Linked DNA regions of Mus musculus: region 1 is linked to region 2. Evidence: chromatin contacts called from public Micro-C data. All regions are on one chromosome and are shown on one strand. Each heading gives the region's core, a stretch centred on a gene start, on an enhancer-like site or on the middle of the called end of the contact. The rest is flanking DNA. Distances are from core to core; before and after follow the strand shown.

Region 1 (6,024 bases), core at 2,045-4,544, 92 kb after region 2:
TCACACAAATTAACTTTAGGGAGACTCTTAAGAGTGAGAGGACTACGCCCTTGGGGGATTTTAGAGGCATTCATTTATGCATTTGGCCTCATAAAACCCGAGGGCTACGTGAATGACATGACAGAAACACCCTCTGCTAAGCGTTTCCAAGCGCACAGCCTGGATGATTTTCTTGGGAATGGGAGGGATTTGGGTGGGCAAAAACAAGTGTAAAGTTCTCTGTTTCTGTCTTTGCATGTAAATTGTTGTATTTCTAGTCTAATCTTGCAGTAACGAATGGGCAGAGTTATTTCTTGTAGAAGGCTTCTCTCTCACCAGTTTAGTGGATGAGTATTACTTCCAAGTAAAAACTGATTTTAATTCATTTCTCGATTATATGCTAATAGATCACTAGCTTTGATTTTCTTTTGATATCCAGACACTTAATGACTCTTAACTACCTAATTAAGAAAATGTTAAGTCTCCAAGAGAAGTAGAAATCTCCATATTTAAAATCGTTAGTCCTCTTTCATAAATATTTTTATTGCCTAAAATGTAGCTGGAAAAACAATAATAGGTTCTCACTACAAGTTTACCTAGTCAGTCTTCGTAACAAATGAATGGGACCTACAACACACGGGCACCAATCAGAGTGCAAATAGTACAGGCTAGTCCCTGCCCTTGTGGAATTTACATTCTATGGAAAATACTGAACAGAGTGCCATTAAGAATGAGCGGGGAGGGGGGGGGGCTTTGAGTACAGGTGCAGGGAGGGCCAGGAGAAGGAGACTCACTTCGGAGGAGGACCCGGCCAAAGAGGCTGTGATCTCTGTCCAGGGTGTTGCAGTTCCAGCGATGCTGGCGGAACTGGTGTTGGCACTCTGCAGTCCACTCAGCCACACCCAGGCCAATGGCACGCATCACATCTGGGTGTCGGTGGCACAGCTGACGCTGCCGGCTCACCAGGCCTGGCACATTGTCACACATCACCCTGGAGGAGCCACCTGTAGCTCTCATGTACCTGGAAGAGACCAACAGGAAGGCAAAGTTGATGTTAACAGACAGGCCAGACGTGATGCTCCCTGGGAGACTAGCCCTGCAGCACTATTTGAGGATGAATTGCTTATTCCCTGGTAACATTAAAAGGCAGGGGTTATTTGATTGTCATTCAGTGAAGAAACAGGCAAGGGGAGCACGGCCAATGACGGGGTCAAAGCTACCCTCCAATACAGTGGATGATTATCTCCCAGAGCTGGGGCCACCAAATGAAGCCTTGGACAGGGAGGCAGAGGCAGTAGCATTGTGAAGATGGGGGCTTGAAGGGGGTGGGGCAACACATCTCTCTGTGTTAGGGAGAACACAGAGAGAATTTCAAAGACGTTGCCATATGTCTGTCTTTGGCTTTGGGGGAAGCTGATCTTTAGAAGTTCCTCACTCCCATTTGTTGATCCTAAATGTCTTCAAAACCTGCCAGCATGTATCCTCTTAGCACCTGCTGGGATCTAATGCTACAGTCTTCTTACAAACATAATATCTTTTCCATATTAAAAAAAAAATCCTCAAAATGGTTTCCTTTTCTGGCTCTTTTTTTTTTGGCATTTATAGAAACTTTTGGGGAGAAAATATCTTTTCTATTGTTATCACCAGCACTAAATATTTGAAAAAAAATCAGCATTATAGCTCCATAAAGTATTTTTTGAAAAGAAACTTTAACAAAAAAAATCACATTATCATCTCTAGGCAGATGTTCTCCATTCGTGGTGAGAGGTTTAGAAAGGCACCTTTTATACAACCCAAGTTGCCATAGGTATCTTTTGAAAGTGGCCAAATAAGGAATATATCTTTTTTTTGCATTCCCATTATTTTATATAATCATAAAATCATTGCAGCTGTGACTCAAAAAAATATATTTAAGTGACAGCTGAGAGACAGTGTGACAAAATGCCCAGCGGTAAATAATGTTTATACACACATGGAAACAGAAATAATCATTTTATTGAAAAAAATGATCAGTCTGATAAATCAGTCTTTGATCCTGTGTCAGCAAGGTGAAGCCTAAAGGCCTTCATGTTCAAAGATCTTAGAAAGGAGCTGACCCCCCACCCCCTCTTACCATCAGTGCTTCCCTGTTCCTCTCAGGCATTCTGGAATCTAAATAGTCCATTGATTTTGTCCTGTACTGTATTTGGTTAAGATCCTTACCGTTGTCAAACACAAAAGCACGCGCGCGCGAGCGTGTGTGTATGTGTGTGTGTGTGTGTGGCCAATCTTTCTGAATTGTTATCAGAATACTTTAATATCTGATCTGGAACTTTATGTACAAGAAAGTTTCAGAGCTCAGAACTCCATCTCTTTTCCAGGTCAGAAAGTTGAGAGATGGAGGCGATTTCTAGATTGGCAGAGTGTACGCATAGTAAATCACATATCCGCCTATTGAGACAGCAGCAGTTACACTTTAGGGAGACAGTTTTGAGCAGGGTAGCATAATGGGCACCTCAGTCCCAGTAGTTTTGCATCTAGGCAATAGTCTCTACCTGGAGGCTGCTTCACTAGGGTGAAGCACGAGGAATGCGGAAGGCCAGGAAAGAATACAAAATCACAGGCTTAAGGTTCTACAACTCCAACAGCCTGGACTGAGCTCTCTTGAGGCAGTTTTTGAAGTCGTGGGTGTGGGGGGAGGCAGTTGTAGTTTTCAAGGTGAATTCACACACACACACACACACACACACACACACACACACACACACACTGCTAGAAGTTACAGCTCAGGCTAGCACATTTCTCAGTGGAATAAGGTATTGGCTGCTTTTGCTGTCACTCAGCTGGCTCCAAACAAGCGAACATTAAATCCCTCATTTGTGGGGCATGTGAATTGTTTTGGAGTTGTCAAAGCTAAAATGGGTTTTTGAGAAAAGCAAAGGGGTTCAGCTTAGGATGCTGTGCTAAGACATGGTTGTTTCAGAATCCACAACTGCCGGGACTGGGAATCAGCCAGGGAGGGTCTCTACGACCAGTAGGGTCCCCACTCCCATCTCCAAAAATCCATCAGCACCGCGCCCATATGCGGGGACTTACCACCATGAAGAGCTGACCTCAGGGGTGAGCCAGGTCAAGAGCAGAGGGAGCCAGAGCCAGATTCCACCGAGAGGGACGTTCATATTAACCCCCTTGCGTCTACATCAGGTCAGACTCCGTGTGCGGGCGCCATGCGTGCCCGGAGCAGAAGCGCTCAGCTCCGGGAGCGCCTCGTCACGGCTGCCGGCGCCTCTGCGCCCCCGCCCCCCCGCCGCTCGCGTCTGCGGCTAGTGGTGAGACTCACTGATAAAGTTTCAAAAGACGAGCCCAGCGAGCGATAAAGGGCAGCCCGGGGCCGCCTCGCCCACAGCCAATTCCCCAAGCACTGCGAGCGCAGGCAGCCCCGAGCTCTGCTTGCCTCCCGCGCACCCTGTCCTTTCCGTTCCCCTCCAGGCGCAGCTAAAGAAGGGGGCGCCTACGCCGGGCGGGGGCGTAGGGGGCACTGGGTTTTATTGAGGAGTGGAAGAAACGATGGCAAGAGCTATCTCCGGGTGAGGAGGGGCAGAGGAGGTGAACAAACCTCGGAGTGGCCCGGAGCAACATAGAGGCAAAAGCACCTTTTGGGAAGTTCCTAGCCAATGATACACAGTATGTTAGGGCCACCACCAGAACCTAGGCTCCACTTTGTCAAGGCTAAGAGTTTCTGCTAAACTGAGGTTCGAGCAAGATCGTGTGTAAGGGATGGGAGGGGTGAGGAGATAATTGCCCATAGGATAAAAGAAAACAAAAATGATTTCCAACTCATTGCTTTGAGCACTGGGAGATAGATACTCATGGGAATTGGGACCTGCCATGTCTGACCACCCAGTGTCTGACCAGGTTGAGAAGGAAAGCCTAGGCCCCGAAAATGAAGACCTATGGCCCCGATCCTGTGTGCCATACATGAAGGGAGTAGGGGAGAGGGGCTGGGACCCAGGAGATCTCAAGCAACAGTTTCAGTCTAAGCGCCCTTGGGAAGATGTGGCTTTTACGCACACACAGCTCCTCCTTATGCTGTTGAGGGAGTGCAATAGATGACAGAGGGGCTCCTAGGCAGCCAGGTATCTATCTGCTCCCTGGCTTGGACTGCATCTCTCCAGGCAGGGTGTCCAACCTGTGCGTCTGGCTGAAGTACAGTGAAAATACAGTGACGCGGGACCTCGGACCTGGGTCCCTACAGAGTAGAGATGGGGCTTGGGCCCAAGGGTGGAGCATCTTGAACAGCAACTGGCTTGAAGCCTTGTGGTTTATCACCGGAAAGGACAGACCAGGAACTTACAGCGACCTTGAACTGTTCCATTGCTCTTTTCCTGGGGCGGGGGCCCCACCGCCACCACCACTACCCAGGAGCGTGCCCGGGGGAATGGGGAGTATGAAGGGGTTGTATGGTCATTGTATATCGAGCAGGCACGCGGATAGGAAGGATAACGGTACTCCCCACCCCATCCGCATCTTCCACCTCTTGGGCCAGGATTCGCCAGAACGTCAGCTATGGCCCAGCACCGAGCAAGCAAGCGGTGAGAGGCTGGACGAGGCACAGCCCACAGATGCCAAAAACCTGAAAGATGCTGTCATCGCCACCCCCTTCCCCCTCTCTGTCCATGGCAGGTCCGGCCCCTCCCAGGCTGACCCAGATACATCCCCTTTTGGGTCCGGAAAGGGAGGAGAGGGAAACAAGCACCGCGCCACCCACGACTCGGGAAGAGCAGGGCTCCGCGCCAGAGCTGCTCCATATCACTGGGCTGCGACCCAGGGGAAGTTCTGCTTCGTCTTCGCTGGGCGAGGGAGGGGGTGAGCTAGGCTCTGAGAAGGAGCGCGCGCTGACTGGGGAGGGCCGGGATCGCTCCCAACAGCATTACCTCCTGCACCTCAATTTATGGTCACCAGCTTCTTCCCGAAGGAAGCAGAGGAAAGAGCTAAAATTTATCTTCACCCGCTGCCGCCATTCTAAGTTTGTTGAAGTCCTGAAGTTTCACTTCTAGCAGTAACTGAAACCAGGCACTAGATGCGATTTTAGGGGAAGGTAGACAGGTTACAGGCTTCAACCGTGGACAATGAAAACTTTGAAACTCCAGCTCACAAGTCCCACCCGTTCCAGCACGTCCTGTCCTCACAGCTCAAGGGCTGTTAGAAACACATAGAGTGTGACCATAGTTTAGGATCCCTTCCTCTCCGCCCAGGGAATTATATGGCCAGGAGACCTGCCCTTCCGTGGATGGTGAGGCCAATGGAATGACCTAAACCTGAAACAGGCCTCCTAGAAAAGGGATGGACCATTCTTAGAGCCAATTAAATCCTCCCCAAAGAGCTTCACGAGGAAGCGCCACATGCCTTGCTGAGTACAGATCAGTTTTGGTCAAAGGCAAAAGGCTAAAAAAGTTCAAGAAAGGCTAAACCCAGATGTGCAAAAAGGCCCACCCAAACACCCCTTCTGACCTGTCTGGAGGCAGTCTGAACCAGATGACTGGTCTCTTCCAGATCTGTGATTCCACTTCTCTCCCTACTCCACCCCTAGCCACTGATGACCCATTACATAGTCCCATACAGCATCTCTTCCCACTGAGAGGCTCCCGCCTCGGGTCTCTTAAGCATCTAGTCGCTTAAATGCCCTTGGACAGGTAGTTGGAAAATGTTCACGGCAAGCAGGAGGAAAGGCGAGCCTTTCTTTTGTCATCAGCTATGACCATAGCAAAGACGAGTTGACAAATAAATGGCAGGGTACTTTTCATACGTCACTCCGCTTACAGCAGAGGGTGAGGGAAGAAAAGGCAGATTCAGAGTGCTTTATGTCTATCAATTCAATGTTTGAGTTTCGTATTTCTTTAATAAGAAATTTCAGAATTGACCATAAAATTTACTACAATATACAGAATCCACCCCCCCCCCCACTTAAAAAATGATTAATGTTAGTTTGCTTATAACTTCAGTATGGCATCTTAGCCAAATGAGTCAGTCTATTTTCTTAGTTAGATCCATTGTTTGTCTAATCTC
Region 2 (6,194 bases), core at 1,117-3,616:
GTGAATGTCCTTGTGCATGGGCTCACAGTGAATATCCCTGTGCATGGGCTCACAGTGAATGCCCCTGTGCACGGGCTCACAGTGAATATCCCTGTGCATGGGCTCACAGTGAATGCCCCTGTGCATGGGCTCACAGTGAATATCCCTGTGCACGGGCTCACAGTGAATATCCCTGTGCACGGGCTCACAGTGAATATCCCTGTGCACGGGCTCACAGTGAATACCCCTGTGCATGGGCTCACAGTGAATGTCCTTGTGCATGGGCTCACAGTGAATACCCCTGTGCATGGGCTCACAGTGAATGTCCTTGTGCACGGGCTCACAGTGAATACCCCTGTGCATGGGCTCACAGTGAATGTCCTTGTGCATGGGCTCACAGTGAATATCCCTGTGCATGGGCTCACAGTGAATGCCCCTGTGCACGGGCTCACAGTGAATATCCCTGTGCATGGGCTCACAGTGAATGTCCTTGTGCACGGGCTCACAGTGAATACCCCTGTGCATGGGCTCACAGTGAATGTCCTTGTGCACGGGCTCACAGTGAATACCCCTGTGCATGGGCTCACAGTGAATGTCCTTGTGCACAGGCTCACAGTGAATATCCCTGTGCATGGGCTCACAGTGAATGCCCCTGTGCACGGGCTCACAGTGAATATCCCTGTGCATGGGCTCACAGTGAATGCCCCTGTGCACGGGCTCACAGTGAATGTCCCTGTGCATGGGCTCACAGTGAATGCCCCTGTGCACGGGCTCACAGTGAATGTCCCTGTGCATGGGCTCACAGTGAATGTCTCTGTGCATGGGTTTTCCCTGTTTAACATGGCACCCATTGCACCAATGGCCATTCCGAGCTCTATCATGTAGCACTCACAATCCTACCTTTCACTTCTGTTTACACTCATTTCACACTCTGGGAGCTCACCATAGAAATCTGCTTTTCCTCGCAGATTCTCAGGACAGCTTCTCTACATAAGACCAACTTGAACTCCCTCCTTCCTTCGGGGAAATAAGTTTTCTTATATCGCCTACATATTTTCCCAAATCAGCATTACCAAGCTGCTGCCCTAGATGCCTTGGGTCAGACCTGTGCTGTCCGTTGTCTCCGCTGCAGCTAGCCTCTGAGAGAGAGGAGTTGGCAGAGATTAGGGTATAATGCCATTAAAATGTGTAGTCGGAATGTAGCTCTGGAGCTAGGCGATTACTGTTCCCATGTTTCTGTTTCCCCTTTAAACACTCTTAAAACTCGTACAAAAGCACCTCATTGTCCCAATGTTCAGTATAAGCTGGCAGATAACCCTTGCTGGGGTATGGGATCTCCGAGGTCCTTAGCCTCTAGGGTGCCAATAGTGGAATAGTGTTTGTGGCCATACCATCAAAATTCAGAATCCTGATGTTCACACCAGGAATCCGTATTTTTAGCAGTGACCCCACAACCCATTTGAGGGTGGAAGTTAAAGATTTTACTCCCTTCTAAGGAATTTGGCTTTATAAAAGTAAACCTTTAAGAAGTCATTCATGAGGTTATGCCATAGTCTGTCATAGCTATTCAAGTGACAGCTGTCCAGAATTAGTAGTTTCAGTCTGTCTGTACGTTTGAACACCAATGGAGCTTAAAGATTACTGGTAACGGCCCTCCCTCGGGCCTCTTGCCTACTTGACCCAATGCAGCATAGGCATTCGAGTTTTGAGTTGTTCCCTGGAGATTCAGGTCTACAGTCACAGCTGAGAAGCACAATACTGAGCGGATGGTAGCCAGCAAAGGCATCAGAAGGAGAGCAGAGAGCAAATAGATTCTCTAGACAGGTCATAGAGCAGTTTCTTCAGAAAAGTGGGCGGTTAGCACTGGCTGTTGTCCTCACTATTTCCAGAGCATCAGTCTTACATCTGGAATCAAATGACTGGATGAAATAGATTGGCTTTGCAGTGTTCCTTCTCTTTACCACGGCTTGGTTCTGTGGTCAACTACCGCTATTAACAAGCATGCTTGTAAACCTCTACCCGGAGGATCAAGGCTGCCTCACCCTTTAAGGAGCTCTACCCCTGTCCACTCTGGGGAGGACTAGGAAGAGAGGAAGCTGGGCAGTGGCGTGAAGAAGGCCTGGGATCTCAGGAGGGCCGGTGTGTCTTTGGCAGCAGACTCTTCATCTGCACCTCCTCACTCCATCAGACCTCCAAAAGCCCTGCCCAACACCTGGGGGTTATCACAGTTGCCCCACAGGCTGTCTGCAGCCATTTGCAGCTTGAGAAAGTGATGGTTTTCAGTCCTCTCCTGAGATAATGCCCTGGGTGTGATGACTTTTAGTAGATGCAGAGAGATTGCTCTGCCACCCTCCAGGCTCCACAGCGTGGGAACTCTTGCATGTTTGTTCACTAACACAGCCAGTCCCAGCACCCTTAGACAGTGAGTCACTGGAGAGGCGTGAGTAGAGAGGCTGAGACTGGCTGCCTACAATCTAATCTACCTCGATGACTTAGGACTAACTCTTCCTAGAATGTTTGGTTCTTAAGATAAGGCAGCTCATATAAGTAAGCTATCACACAGGCCCAGCTCTGCTCAGAATGGGGGAAGGTCAGCACTCTGACCCCTTCTGCTCTCGAGGGCCTGTCTTTCCTCCTCGGCTCTTACTCCTTTGAGACTGCACCCCCTAACTTCTGTCTCATCTTCATTTATAGGCCTGGACTCTTTGAAGTCTGATATTGATTACAGTGGGATGTCAATTGTCTGCTTGCGACAGGGCACCTGGAACCTATTCAGATAAGCAAGAGGTTTCCACTGTGAACCCAACGAGCTGCGAGCTGTGACCTTGCTCTCAGTGACAGTGTCTTGGGAAAGAGAGGATGAGGCGATTGAAGTGCCACTCTCTCCTTTTTTATGAGCTCAGTTGCGTTTTCTCACCAGTGGACACTAATTGAGTTATGGGACACTTGGGTTAGAAATCTGACCGTGGCTCTCTGCCCTCTGGACAGAGGTTTTAGACATTGGAATAGATGAGTTGATCCAAGTTGCCTGGTTTTGCTCATTCAGGTTTAACTCTTTAGGTAATAAATTTTCCTTTTAGTCTAGAAATGAAAGTGCTGTTTCTCTTCAAGCATTCTTAGGTTTCTGGTCAAAGGTTCTGATGGTTTTTCATACAGCTAAAGCGCCAGCTGAGTGTCCCGAGGCACCTGAGGAGCAAGGCACGAGCCCACAAACCTCTGTAACTCCCGACAAGAGCCACGGACGGACCTGGGGCTGCCAGTGATTGGAAGGCCTAGGCACTTCACAGGCCTCTTTGCTCTGTAGCTTCTTCTTTATAGGTGTGGACAGGGAGGAGGGTGCGGAGGGCTCTTAAGAAGGAAGGTGGCCTGGGTATGAGAGATGCACATCTCAGCTGGGCTTCTGTAAGGAAATACATGAGGCTATCCTGGGAGATCTCAAAGGGGGCCTTCCTCAGTCACCCATTCGGGATATAAGGAAGAAAGAATAGGTCATTACACACAGGGGGACTGGAGCGGAGTGTCAGCCTTCATATAACTTCAGTGGGAAGAGCAGGTGTAGTATAGCGAGGAAGACCACTGTATCTTGGCATGCAGTGGGGGAAAGGAGGAATTATAGACCTCAGAGTGACGCTTCTGGTCTCAGTCAAGTTAATGCTCCCCAGAAACAGAAAGCACACAACCAAAGCTGGTCTTTACTTTGAAGTTTCGTGATGACATTGTCTTCATGCTGCACTCTGGTTGAGCCCCCTCCTGCTCCCTCTGGTGCCCACACATTAGGGTGTGGGACTGTACAGGGTACATACAACCTTTGAGAGTGTCTCCTCCCATGGCTCTGGCTCAGGGCCTACTGAGTGCTTCCGCTCCCAAATCTGCTCAGTACAGCCACTAGCAATGTCACCTTGCTTATTGACCTGTGCTTTTTCCATCACCTGCTAGAATCTCTGATACATCCCCATGGCTTACCACTTGCATTCTCTTTATGGAATTGAGTACGGTATGCAAACACTGCCACCTTTGTAGCTTTGGTCATCTATCATTGTGTATCTACCTCTCACTGTGTATACCACAGACACTTGTACCCATATAACTTGTAAGCGCAGTTTTATACTAATAGTCAAGTTAGCATGCTTGGTCTATATCATCCTTTTAAGTGTAGGATATTGGCGAAGATTTCAGAGGCAGCCAGGCAGGGATCATGCCTGGGCCCGGTGTTTCTCTCCACAATGCTTTCCAGCCTTCTTCATGATGGAACACAGCCCATTGCTAAACTGGGAAGGATGGATAATCCATCCTGCAGATTCTCAACCTTCCGAATGCTGTGACCCTTTAATACAATTAATTCCTCATTACAGCCCCCCCCACCGTAAAATCATTTCCATTGCTACTTTATAATTTTGCTACTGTTATTGATCATAATGTAAATCTCTGTGTTTTCTGAGAGGTCTTATGCCAGACCCTATGAAAGGGTGATGCCCATAGGTTGAGAAGTGCTATCAGAGGGTAACTCTCCTAAGTCTTTTGGCATAGTCACAAAAGGATATTTTCAGAATATCAGAAACTGTGAACCTAACACCCACTGAGCAGTGTATCCCCACACCTGGGGCTGCCTATTTTTCAACTGCACATCAAGCTGGCACTCAAGGCTGCCAGGCAGTCTGAACTCAGCTTGTATTCCAATGGACCTGAGCTACTCACCATCGGATGGTTTCCTTTTCCATATTCTGACCATTAGTTAGACCTAGAGTGTTCACTTCATGCATATCTACGATGTCGGCACTGACAGCACACCTTCTGACATTTCTTCCATCCAGTGGAGTCTGTTGATTTTCTCAACACTTGTCCCCTCTTCTATAGCCTGACTTCTCTTCCTTTTCTGAACACCCCTGGGCGTCTACCCTAACTGCTACCATGACCTATATGTACAACTTTACTCTGTCCACATCTTAATGTCTGTGCTCCCTCTATCCCTTGCCTTTGAGGCTTCAAGAGAGGAAGTTTTATGTGAGGGTCTCTTTTTCTTATGTAGTACTTAATTGCCAAGCAACAGTATCTAATAGATTTAAAAAATAGAATAAAGAAACTTTACCAAGTTTCTTTCTGATGATGCAGCTACAATGTGTGTTATCGGCCTTCTTGATAGGTATGTTCCATACACATTAAAATCACAGACACATGCATACATGCACACACACACACACACACATATACACACACTCTCACAAACACACACCCCATCCTGAGGTCTTTGAATTTGGGACACTTGACTTTCATCTCTCTTACTTTGAAGATTCAAAACTCATAGAATATGTGACCAGTAAGGGTAATGCTATATGTTTACTGACTGCACTACCTACTAATTTTGTTTGTACTCAGAACCATGTTCCCACTGCATGTTTCTATTTACTCCGAAGTAAAATCTTTTTTGGTATTGGCAGTACTGTGCTCTGGGTAGTGATTAGGGCAAAAGAAGACACACAATAAAGAACCAGGTGTTAGACGTCAGCAAGTCAAGGCCTTGGTTCTCAGCAGACAGAAGACAGCCCTTCTCAATCCTCATCCCTTCCCTGAACAGACATGTCTTCTGCAAGCTTCTCCAAGTCAGTTGTTCACAGGAACATCATCAGAATAAATTTGAAATTATGATTAGTATCTGATAAAGCATAGTGTGTGTCTTAAAAGACACGTTGTTAATCACTGTCTGTGCATGAAAAGCAGAGACGTATTGAGTTCCCAGAGGCCCATTCAGCAGCCCTTCCTGGAGGACAAGGCCTCCCAGGGTGCCAGCCTGCTGCTCTCTCCCCAGCTCTCTGACACATGACACAAAACATGCTGCTTAGGCTGTGCTTGGAAGACACCAGGAAACCAAAGCAGTCTGGCATTACAAACCTGGCTCTTCATATCCCCTTTTCCATTTAAAGTAGGCTGTAGAGCCAGCTAGACAATCAAGTAGCCTAGGTTGTCACCATTGTGTGGCTCCTAGGTCCACTTGATACCGATCCATCATCCTCTTGGAAGATATTCATCTTAATAGGCAGGGGGTAAACTCTGAACACTGCTAGCATCTTAGGAACTGTGGCAGATGTCAGAGGGCTGAGGGAGGCTGTCAGCAGACACTTCCTTCTTATCTGTCGTGCTGGGGGTGGGGCTGGAATGCATCTTCCACTTGCCCCGACATTTCCTGTAAACATGAGGGGTGTACATTCATGAGGCGTTCA

Evidence for each region. Hi-C and Micro-C count contacts between places; a contact is called where the count stands out from the background.
Region 1: a contact with region 2 is called in a Micro-C map of the G1E-ER4 cell line. The contact joins the promoter of Wnt2 here to the enhancer-like site in region 2. A contact is called at or near these places in 5 of 39 promoter capture datasets (the 3T3-L1 cell line, cranial neural crest, embryonic stem cells and 2 more), 19 of 484 Hi-C or Micro-C datasets (the G1E-ER4 cell line, the HL-1 cell line, the N1E-115 cell line and 8 more), 1 of 115 datasets of contacts at active chromatin or transcription factors (embryonic stem cells) and 4 of 9 other capture datasets (embryonic stem cells, embryonic tail, liver and 1 more).

What each region holds. Positions count from the first base shown.
Region 1 is chr6:18,027,151-18,033,174 of GRCm38.p6, forward strand. Wnt2 (wingless-type MMTV integration site family, member 2) reads right to left here and starts at 3,295. Exons shown (of 5, transcript NM_023653.5): 1 at 3,055-3,295; 2 at 774-1,000. The coding sequence starts at 3,137.
Region 2 is chr6:17,936,380-17,942,573 of GRCm38.p6, forward strand. All of the region lies in intron 15 of St7 (suppression of tumorigenicity 7), which reads left to right. Among named protein-coding and RNA genes, the nearest start is that of Wnt2, 91 kb to the right of the region's middle. Within about 2 kb of position 2,367, at least 30 of the 459 cell types and tissues checked have an H3K27ac peak or open chromatin away from gene starts, as enhancers often do. A contact at or near this core is called in the G1E-ER4 cell line, where this site is marked.